Regions from separate parts of the Gossypium hirsutum genome. Here region 1 is linked to region 2. The links are chromatin contacts, called in public Hi-C maps. All regions are on one chromosome and are shown on one strand. The core of a region is the stretch at or near the end of the contact, and the rest is flanking DNA. Distances in the headings are between cores, read along the strand shown. Region 1 holds the start of LOC107922595 (40S ribosomal protein S8). Region 2 overlaps LOC107921978 (glycerophosphodiester phosphodiesterase GDPDL3).

Region 1 (5,980 bases), core at 1,765-4,264, 40 kb after region 2:
TAAGTGCAGGCTCCAATTTAGCCTCGCTGAGCATGCGTGACACATTTAAGAATCCCGCATCTTCCAAGTACTTTTCAATAACACGCATTATTCTCACAGTTAAATTGTGTATATATGTTTTGATAATCCAATGTCCGTCCTGATTATATAAACATAAAAATATATATTAACAACTTAATAATGATATTAATTAAAATAAAATTGAACATCGAAAATGTGTTTGTAATCTAAACAAATTAAAGGCATTGACATTTTTAAAATGATGAAAATCGAATAAAACCTAAGAAATTACAAACAATTAGGTTAGAAAATTGAGAGATTAGGATAGAAAATTAAAAATAAAAGAATTGAGAGTGAGTTGAGAGAATAGATGAATAAAGACTAAATGAAAAAATTGAAAGTATAGAGTGTATATATAGGAAAATTTTTTAATTGTTGGGGAATTTTTTTCAATAGCTATTGGTCGCAATAGTTAGAAAATCAACATCCTTAATTTTCTTAGGCGATCCAACAGATAACATATATATATATTTGATTTTTGATTTAAATAAATCGCATTGGGTGCTACATGTAAAATCACGCCCTATAAGCACGTCCAACAAAGCACGCTTTTGGAATGACATCCACATCTTACCAAAAGGCCTATTTCACTAAATTAAAAAAAATCTAAAACCCTAAATAACTTTTAAAACTGACTTATATGCTTAATTTTTCCAACTTTTTAATCTTTACTAATGAGTCAAATTAAATAAATGTATAAAGATTAAAAAATGAATTTATTATCATATATTGTATATAAACACCAAATCAAACATTTAACTGTACAAATTTAACAAAAAACTGTTTGCTCCCTCACCTAACATCCAAATGCAAAGCAAGGTATAATAAAACGATTTAGGTACTTTTGCCGAAAAGCAGCTTATCCATTTCTTCATCATGATTATATGTAAATATTTATCCACTCCATGTCTGCAACTTTTGTGTTCCTTGTTTGAATTATGTCGAGTTAAGAGCTAATCAAGCTTTAACCATCAACTAAAATCATCCTATATGATAATACAAAATCCCAAAACAGGCTGCCATTTATATTAAGTTAAATATCAACTAAATTCCAAGTACAAAAAAAACATGCAGCTCAAGGTATATGATAATACTGTTGAATTAAGACACAACTTCACTACTTGAAAATTCATACTAAAAGTGTAACCACTATCACAATCTCAAAATCTCCTGAAAATGGTGAAAGAAAGGTTAAAAAAAGGGACATTTGATCTGAAATATGAAATCTCAAGTAACAAAACTTTAGGCAGCTCCCTTTCCCTTCCTTCTCTGGATCTTCTTCATGTAGAACTCCAGTTCTTTGCCTTCCAAGATATACCTGTAAAACCCATTTCACACATTAGAATAAGTGGTATAATAGTGTTATTGTCACTTGTCCTGTCCTACTTATCCTCCAAGAGATTAGTGAAAGGAATTTATCAGCTGTCTATAAATAATTCCTTTAACAAAGCAATTGTGCATTACAATGGTAAAAGTCAGGAGGTTACATACCCGTCAGCACGGCCGCACTGACCAGGCCGTGAAGAGATACAAGCCAGTAAACGACCACTACTGAATTGATCCTCAATATGTGGGTCGAGCTTGCGGTTCTGCTGACGCTTTTCCAACTTCCTTAAGACATGTTTGCTCTTCTTCGCCTCCTCAGCAACAGTTTCACCTTCCTATATACAAAATGAAGCAAAACATTGTAAGATTCAATGCCCTCAGATTATGGTCAAGTGAACTTTGTAACTGACACCGAAATATTAAAGAAAGACACAGCAAAATAACTAACACTTACAAAAACAATTAACTCGACAACAAAGGAACTAATCTATTATTGAAGCAATAACATCCAGGTGAAAAAGAATATTTAAAAAAATTCCTCCTACCTCTCCATCTTTCTTGGTAGCTGCTGCAAGTGTTTTCTTCTTGCGACCAAGGTCGACACCATAGTGCTGGAGATACCATTGCTTGAATGGAGCAGCATCAACTTGAACAATAGCACTCTTCACCAAAGTTTGAGTACGAACAAGCTCATTGTTAGATGCATTGTAGACCACATCCAATATTCTGGTTTTACGAGTCACAGCTTCACTTCCCCATGAGTAGTTTCCAGTGTCGAGCCTCAGAGCGCGCCACTTCACATTTCCACCACGAACCCTAATCCTCCTGACTGTCTTGTTGCTTGACAACTTTGTGTTTGCTGGTTGCCTTCCAAGCTCATACCTTATAAAAAACAAACCATCAATAAGGTAGGACAAACTAAGATTGAAAACCAAGTCAAACAACCCAATAGTATAATAGATGAAGTGGATTAGATCTCTAGCCTCCAATAGCATAGTTTACGATAATGAAATGGTGAGCAAGTTAAATAATTTACCCAAAGAAAATAAACCCCGATAAAGCTCAATAAAATTTCTCCAAAATCCTCATCTGACAATAAAATGAAGCTAAATCTAAAACGAAAGGCCTAAAATGGAATATCAGTTCAAGTAAATTTCAAGAACAAAAACTGATTTTTTTTCAATAATCCTTAATCAACTTTCTAAGCAACCAACCAGATCAAAAAATGATAAAGAAAAGGTCATCAAAGGATTAATAAGAAACAGGAAAAAGAAGGGTTTTGCAGATTACTTTCTCTTCTTCCTCCAAGCCTTCTTTTTGCCACCTGTGGCACGCCTCTTGTGCATCGAATCACGAGAAATACCTATCAGAAAATTTAAAATTGAACACCATTAAGCAAGAAAATCAAGCAGAAAACTACATCATTTAGAAGATATTAATGAACAAAAATCATATGAATTTGAGAAATACCCATTTTGGCTGAAAGCTCAAGCCTTTTAGCAGGGGGAAGAGCGGGAGGGGGTTGAAGCAAATCTGTGAAGAAAAAAAAAGCTAGGATTCAGAAGCAGTGACAGGCGGAAGTTAGAGCCCGCATATACACAAAAACCCTAGTTTTTGTTTAATTACCATAATGTCCTAATTTGGGTTGGGTTATTGTTAGGGTAAAAAGTAATCATGGGTAAATTAGATTAATGCTTTCTTGGCCCAATAAAATGTTTGCATTCATGATTTTATCCCTTAGAAAGCCCAACCATTATTGGATGTTATATTTGAAATTTGGGTAAAATAAATCTTGACTTTAAAATAGGGTTTATTCTATTTTAATCATTTTAATTTATTTTTTTAAATTTAGTCACTCTAAATAAAATAATTGTTTAAACTAGTCGCTCCCATTAAATTATATATTATTTACTAACGGATTGCTAATGTGACACATTAACCCATTAAATAATAATTACAGCATGACGATTTTTTTTTCCAAACTCCAACAATCCTTCTCTATTCTTCTATTTTTCTTTCTCAATTTATATTTATAGGCTATCAAAGAAAGGATATATAAATAGGTCAAACCTTAAAACTTATGTAAATTAAGAATGAGATTAGATGGATAGTGGGGTGCAGCGTAATGTATTTAGCTTACTTTTTGTCTCATGCTATAGTATCTAATCTCACTGTTATCGCTGTTTTTACTCTAATCACAACTAAATGCACCTCATATCCAAACTTACTTTAAAACTATTAACCAGGAGTTAGCATATTGTTTAAAATTTGTTCCATCAATTATAAGAATAAGTTAAAACTGTTGAAAAGGTTAGATAGCCTGCTCGACTCAATTTTCATATTGGCTCAATCAAACTTGAATTCAATTTAAATAATAAAAAATATATTTTCAATATGTTATTAATTTTTGAATAGTAAATTTAATTTTTAAAGGGTTGAATTATCCAAAAACGAGCCTAAACTTAAAACAATTTTTAAAAAATGGGACTTCAATCCAACTCCCGCCATCAACACCTAATCTGAAATAAGCAGTAAAACATGTAAGGTATACTGTTACAACTATATATAAAACATATAATATCCCTAGGAACACTGTAATTTCTAATCTTGAAGGGCGCAACCAACCAACCACTCGTGACTTGCCTTCCTTTCATGGTGATTCATACTGCTACATGACTTTGTTGCCAGGCGCAACACAAAGAGCAAAGTAGGAAAAAGAAGGCCAAGTAAGATAACACCATGGATATCATCATTTGATAGCAAAACGTCCCCACATGGTTACACTGATTCTTCTCCATATCTACCGATATATCCCACCGCCGCGCATCCAGATGTCACCAGCCCCATAATCACCTGAAATCAATGTAGTGATAAAAGCCATATGATCAAAAGCAACAATTTGCTTACCAGATAGAAGTAATACTTCAGATCTGATCCCGAGAAGGCGCATTGAAAGTAAAACCCAGGGATTTAAATAGAGGTCCGTTATCGAAATAGCGGCCGTTATATAGCAGTAGCGGCACCGTCCGAAACCGCTACTGCCGAAATCCGCTATACCCGCAATACACAATAAGTAATGTAAAATTCACGACCGCATAGCATCCGTTATGTCCGCAACCGCGATAAACGCAATGCGACCGAAAACGCGACCGCGACCGCAATTTAAATCCCTGGTAAAACCTGTAACATATCCACAAAGAAAATGGAGATTTAATAAAATTAATGAAGGAATGAAACCCAAAAATAGTGGGTGTTTGTTTATGTTAGAGGTACTCATGGCCTGCGTCCGGGTTCGGGTCGGGCTCAACTAAAAATTCAAGCCCATTTATTAGGCTCGGCTCAAAAAATGGGCCTAAAATTTTATCCAAACTCGACCTGAATAAAAATACTAAAACTTGGGCCCGACCTGGTCTGCCCATATTAAATTTTTATATAATTTTTATATAATTTTTAAATATATATATTATATCAAAAATACTAAAAACATCAAAATAAATATTTCCCAACAAATTGAAAATAAATTTTAAAAAATATGTAGACTTAAATAACACTAATATAAATGCAACTTAACAAGTAAATTCCTCTAAAATAATAACAAAATTAATAAATACCTTTAAAATAATAACCAAATTAACAATAAAATAAGTTTTATTCAATATCCAAATAATAACAATAAAATAGTAGTAACATAATAGTAAAATGGTAGCAAAATAGAGAGGAAACAACAAGAAAATAACATTCAAAAACAAAAAAAAAAGCAATTTTTTTTTTCATTTAGTGAATTTGGGCCGGGCTGAGTTTAAGCCAAAAATATTTTACCTGAGGCCCGACCTATTTTTTAAACAGATCTTATTTTTTTGTCCAATCCTACTTTTCGGGCCTATATTTTTAACAAAATCTTCTCATATTTTGAACGGGCCACCTGGTCTACTTTAGCTAATAGCGGACTGCCTCACAAACACATCAGATAGAGATAGAATTATCCAAAGTCTAACAACAAAAAAAATTCACGTGTCAGTCTTTCAAATGAGCTAATTAAATTAAAAATAAAATGAAAGGGACTAAAATAGGATAAGTCGTATTTTAGAGTGACTTGCGAGTAATTTAACCTTAAAGTTGTATAAACATTTTGTTTCTATCGGATTGGAAACAAAACAACTAGAGCTCCCAACTTTGCTCAACAATGGAAGCAACAACCGAAGCAATTTGGGATAAATTATTCCTTCTCTCTCCAAAGCTCCCTTACAACTTGCAAATTTTAAGATAACAATTTGATTCCTTCCATTCCCTTTTCTGTTGTTATAAGTCATAACCCACTTCCTTGAATCCATCAGTGTATGCAAAAACTTAGTCTTGGATACATTTGGAGGGTATTTTGATGGGGTTTGCGCTGTTGGGTTCATTGGGTTCTTTTGTTTCTGTGAGAGATTCTCATCACTGGAATGTCAGGTTTCAGTCTTTCACTTTGAAAGAGAGGTTTGTTGTTGGCTTCAACTTGGCTAAAAATTTCAGGGCTTATAAAAAATTTGGAAGAGTTTCACTTTGCAAGAGTGAATTTGTGGACTTTGAAGAAAGAACAAGCCCCAATGAGGTA
Region 2 (5,512 bases), core at 831-3,330:
GTGGCAAAGACCAGTTTTTCTTAGTTGTCTCCCCTCCAAACAGCAGTGTTAATTCCTTTTACCTTATAATTTTGTAGGTATGTTCATTCTTCTCATTGTCTTCCTTTTTCTAAAAGAACAATTCTTGAGAGCTACATATCTTTAATGGATGCATTTCCTATTTGATTTGTGTAAGATATCTCTGCCATTATTCATTTCTATGAATTATTTATGGATCTCTCTCTCTCTCTCTCTCTATATATATATTTATATATATAATCCCCTTAAATCTCCACAGCTTCCATATCAGTGCCTTCTGGAATTACGACGATAAGAAAGAGAATTGCAAAGAGTTAATAAGAGATTTTGCAATAAAACAGTCTGCAAAAGTTTTATATATTTCACCCTATATTGAATAATGAAGAACAGGGGTATTTATAACAAGAAAAGCTTCTGACTACAGAAGAAAATAACAAAGATTTTATGCTAATAAATAACAAATGTGTTATACTAATAATTTCTAAATCTTCTAAGAAAGGAAAACATTCTTCAAATCTAGTTACTTCATAGCTACATGGTTCTCCAAACAGCTCGCATCTTTTTTGCGATTCTAGTTTGCATTCTTAATTCGTCAAGTTAATGAGGTCGTCAATCTTTAGAGGGTTTGTCAATATTTGATGAATTCGCCAATAGGGAGTTTTCAAAGCTTAAAGGATTCACCAGTCTAGACGACTTCGTCAATTTTGAAGGATTCGCTAAATGTGCATGATGCGTGAATGGTCATCTCGCAACAGTCCCTCTTATCTAGTTTAACCTTTTGCTTCTCTTATTTGCCTCTGATCAAAGGCTCCTTATCTCCGTCATCTCTGCTACGTATTCTTCATTTTATCATCATAGCCATTGATCTTAATGATGGAAATCCCATGTCACCAACTTTTTTTAGTAAACCTTTACTCCTTGCATGGTTACCTTTCGATACAACTTGTACTGATTCAACCGTCAGTCCTGGACAAGCTCACTGCGAGATTGTTGGAACCTTAGGGTCTCAGATCTTTTACAAGATACTGTATATATATTGTATTTCAGCAGTATAAGTTAACCCCAATTGACATTCTATAAATCCAGCTGTATTCATGACTTTTGTGGCATGATGAGGTTTAATGCATGCATTTTTGTATCATAACATAACTGGAGGAAGTCTTATGTGAGAAGTAATGTATCATTTCACTTTACAGTTAAGTTTCGTAGATACGGAAATGGTAAAATTGGTATATAATCCCCCAACTAATTTCGACTTCCTACGGCGGCAAACTCTGATTTCTCTATGTAGGTATGTTGAGTGTTTTTCTTTATCCTCCTTAGATGATAAGGTTGTCTATTTATATGATATGATTATTGTTCACTGATGTGATATCTTAGGTAGCTTTCATGCATGCTAATACGTACTTTGCTCTAGATTTGACACGTGTTTCTACGATAGGGGTTTGCCTTATGTAGTGCCATGCGAACAGTCTCATGTGCGATCTCACGTGTGATCTCATGGGAGGGTGTAAGTGTCCCTCCTGCGAATTCTTAATGTCGTGCGAGCTCAATAGGTGAACTTGATGTGTGAACCGTGTAGAGTTTAACCCGAACCCATTTGGGTTGTGAGTCAGTAACCGTAAGTATCATAATAAGGTATATATTTCATTCAAGAGGTTGTGGTATTGATTGTGGCCTTATATCACACTCAGAGTTAGTATTAGCTGAAGACTGAAATAATTTTTTTATCATTCAGTTAATGATTGATGTATTTTTTACACAATATTAAAATGGTAAAAAGAAAAAGAAAGATCATCAAAGAAATTAAATATGTGTGAGGGTTTTCTAAAGGGCATAACATACAATTAGGATGCAAGTATTACCCAAATTTAGCACATTTCTAAAGCTGCTGCTGCTGTGTGAGGATATTTAAACCAAAATAGACGAAATAAAGTTGCAACGTAGAAAATCAAGGCTAGGGGTGAGGCTGGAAATTCAAGTCAACTGGCGATGGGTGGCAGAGCCACTTAAAAAGTTAGGCTTTAGGCTACGAGAGGACGATCCCATTGACGTGGGAGATATAGCAGTTGATACACAGAATGGAAACATGATTTGGTTTGGGGATAAATAGATGAACTCTGTTTCTGATACTGAAAGTAATCAAGGGTTTCTGGAAGATGATGACATACATCTGATGGAGGATGTAGTTGAGGATACAAGCGGTTCCTTCCATAAGTTTCTGGGAAAGGGTACAATCTTTGGTTGAGGACACCACGTCTAAGACTGACATCCTAAAACCTACGGGCGAAGTTAGAAAACTAGCTTTTGAGGCCAAAGATGAACCATAAATTTTTGAAGACTAAAATGCAGTTTCACCATTATAATAACTTGTAATTTCATAAGTTTCAAAGGGATTAAATCACACTTATCATTTTTGGGGTCAAGATCATCTACCTCCTCTTATCTACGCTCCTGCTAAATACTATAATGGATCCTCACTTACGAGCCCAGGACATACTGGCTCAGGAGCCATCGTTAGGGATCATAATAATCATTGGATTGCTTGTTATCATAGATTTATTGGGATCTCTTCTAATATAATAGTCGAACTATGGGGGTCTTAGGATGGACTTCAACTTGCTAAAAGTTTGCACATTTATTGTATCGTTGTCGAGTTTGATGTGGTCGTTATTGTGAGTTCCATCAAAAATCTTATTTATGACTATAGGACTTTGTTGAGCAACTTCTAGTGCAGTAGTCTACTTCATATCTACCAAGAGGAAGCAATACCATTTCTAGTATTTTGTACGAAACTAGGAGTTCAACTTGTAACTAGGTTGTTTATTTTGACCTCTCATATTTTCTTCCTCCTCTTGTGGATGTACATGGTTAGCTTTCCTATGAATCGAACTATTTAATTGATGAGTGTTCCTTTATTGACAAAAAAGAAAACATCTTAAAAATGTTGGGAAGAAAAATTAGATTCAGTATCTAAAATTCATGCTCTATACAAATCAATGTTTTAAGAATTCTATCGAGGGTTGAATTAATTAAGTCATCGATTTTCTTTTCAATGGGTTTAAAAATATAAAATTTTAAAAAAAAATCATAAACATTAAAAAATAATTAGGAAAAATAATATTATTTGAGTTATAATATTAAATGAATAATTATATGTTTTTTTAAGGACATTATTATTCAAAACAACACCTATTGAAAGATGTTTCTATGAAGAGATATGAAAATTCCTATAAATAGGAATGAGATTTCATTTGAAAACTACACCAACAAGTTCTAAAAGTTATTTATATCCTTCCTCATTTTTTAATATTATTAGATTGTTCTATAAGGAGTTATTGTATAAATTCTGTGTAGAAATTGAGTTTCTTGTTATTCATTGCTTAGTGTTTAGTGGACTATTCTCGTCAGTGTAAAACGCAAATATTCATTTGCTTTATTGTATCCTCGAGGTTAATTTGCTTGAAACTCTTGTGCGCACCGAAGATAGGTGGGGGTGAATATAACCTTAAAGATAGTGGTTTGATATACGCCTTTGAGCCTTGTCCTATTTCTTCTTTTTCTGTTCGAGTTCCGTTCGTGTGTTCGAGATTTTCCTCATCGGAGATTTGTACTAACAATTTTAAGGTTATATCATTCATGATGACTACCACAACACATAAAAGTTAAACACTAAGGGAGTTGACTTCCAACTTTGTCAAACTTGATCGTTTTGATGGTGGCAATTTTTGGCGATGGCAGAAAAAGATGCATTTCTAATTAACAACTTTGAAGATTGCCTATGTTTTGGATACAAGACCAAAAGAGAATGAAAATGAATCTGTTGCTGCAACCTGAGAAAGGCAAAAATGGGACAAAGTTAACTACATGTGCATAGGCCACATATTGAATAGTTAATCGATGGTTTGTTCAACACCTACCAAAACGAGGTCACCACTAAGAAATTATGGGACAAATTAGAGACAAGATACCGACGATGCTACAAGTAAGAAATTTATTGTTAGTTGTTTCAATAGTTATCAAATGGTTTATGGTCGTTCTGTTATGGAATAATTTCATGATATTGAAAAAAATGCTAAATCAATTTAAGCAATGTGATATGAAAATGGATGAAATGATTGTTGTATCCTTCATAATAGACATATTCCCTCCATCTTGGAAAGACTTTAAAAGAAGTCTAAAACATAAGAAAGAGGAAATATATGTTGAGGCCAAATCATCTTCATATTGAAGAAGAATATTGAAAGCAAGACCAGAACCTAAATTCTGAAAATGCTAAAGTGCATGTTACAGAGGAAGTACAGACTACTAAACCATTCAAGAGAAAGTTCAAACAGACTGATAGAACACCTAAGTTCAAAAAGAAACAAAATGGCATATGCTATCATTGTGGTAAGCCGAGACATTTCAAGAATGAATGTCAATTTTTAAGGAAGAAATCATCTTCTAAGACTAATAATAACGAAAAGTTCGTTGCACTGATATCTGAAATTAATATGGCACAAGATGATAATGCATAGTGACTTGATACCGGAGCAACCAAGCATGTGTGCAAAGACAAAAGCATGTTCACAAAGTTCACACAATGTGAAAATGACAATGTTTTGTACATGGAAAATTCTTCCACCTCAACAATCAAAAACAAAGGGTCTATTGAACTACAATTTACTTCTGGAAATGTTTTAACCTTGAATGATGTACTTTATGTACCAGAAGTTAGGAAGAATTTGTGTCTGAAAATCTGTTGAATAAGTTTGGTTTCAAACTTGTTTTTGAGGTAGATAAGTTTATTTTGTCTAAGGGAGGAATTTTTGTAGGAAAATGATATATGTATGAGAACATGTTCAAACTCAAAATTATTAATAAGAATAAAAATACTATTTCTATTTAGGTCGAATCTTCTTGTTTATGGCATTATAAATAAGGTCATTTGAATTATAGAAATTTGAATGACATGTATAAGTTAGATTTAATTCCTATTTTTAATAATATTGGAAAATGCAATACATGTATGTTAACTTAAAATTACAAGAAACCATTTCCCTAAGGTCAAAAGGAAAACAAAGTTGATTGTTTTGATACATAGTGATTTATGTGACATACATAATACTCTTACATTAGGTGGAAAGAAATATTTTGTTACTTTTATTGATGATTGTTCTAGATATTGCTATATATATATTTACTGCATTCAAAAGATAAAGCACTTGATAAATTTAAAGTTTATAAATCTAAAGTTGAACTTCAGTGTGAATCATTTATCAAGTGTTTAAGATTGGATAGAGGTGGAGAATACTATAATCCAAGTTATTTTGAATCCACTAGGATTATCCATCAAGTTTCAGCCTCTTAAACACCACAACAAAATGGTGTAGCTGAAATGAAAAATAGAGTCTTGACTGAAATGGTAAATTCAATATTATCATATTTAGGTCTTAAACAAGATTTTTGGGGAGAAATTGTTCTAACAGCTTGTCATATATTGAATAGAGAT

What was found. A called contact is a pair of places that touch in the nucleus more often than the background predicts.
Region 1: a contact with region 2 is called in a Hi-C map of fibers, with 2.1 times the contacts expected there. The contact joins the promoter of LOC107922595 here to the enhancer-like site in region 2. A contact is called at or near these places in 9 of 34 Hi-C or Micro-C datasets (callus, fibers, hypocotyl and 1 more).

What each region holds. Positions count from the first base shown.
Region 1 is chrD01:11,284,228-11,290,207 of Gossypium_hirsutum_v2.1, forward strand. It overlaps LOC107922595 (40S ribosomal protein S8), which reads right to left and starts at 3,015. Exons shown (of 5, transcript XM_016852699.2): 1 at 2,857-3,015; 2 at 2,677-2,749; 3 at 1,932-2,268; 4 at 1,552-1,721; 5 at 1,055-1,378. The coding sequence starts at 2,860. The coding sequence ends at 1,303. It overlaps LOC107921156 (probable cytokinin riboside 5'-monophosphate phosphoribohydrolase LOGL10), which reads left to right and starts at 5,518. Exons shown (of 4, transcript XM_016851029.2): 1 at 5,518-5,977. The coding sequence starts at 5,765.
Region 2 is chrD01:11,244,936-11,250,447 of Gossypium_hirsutum_v2.1, forward strand. It overlaps LOC107921978 (glycerophosphodiester phosphodiesterase GDPDL3), which reads left to right. Exons shown (of 9, transcript XM_016851776.2): 9 at 1-174. Among protein-coding and RNA genes, the nearest start is that of LOC107921978, 9.7 kb to the left of the region's middle. Within about 2 kb of position 2,081, at least 6 of the 9 cell types and tissues checked have an H3K27ac peak or open chromatin away from gene starts, as enhancers often do. A contact at or near this core is called in fibers, where this site is marked.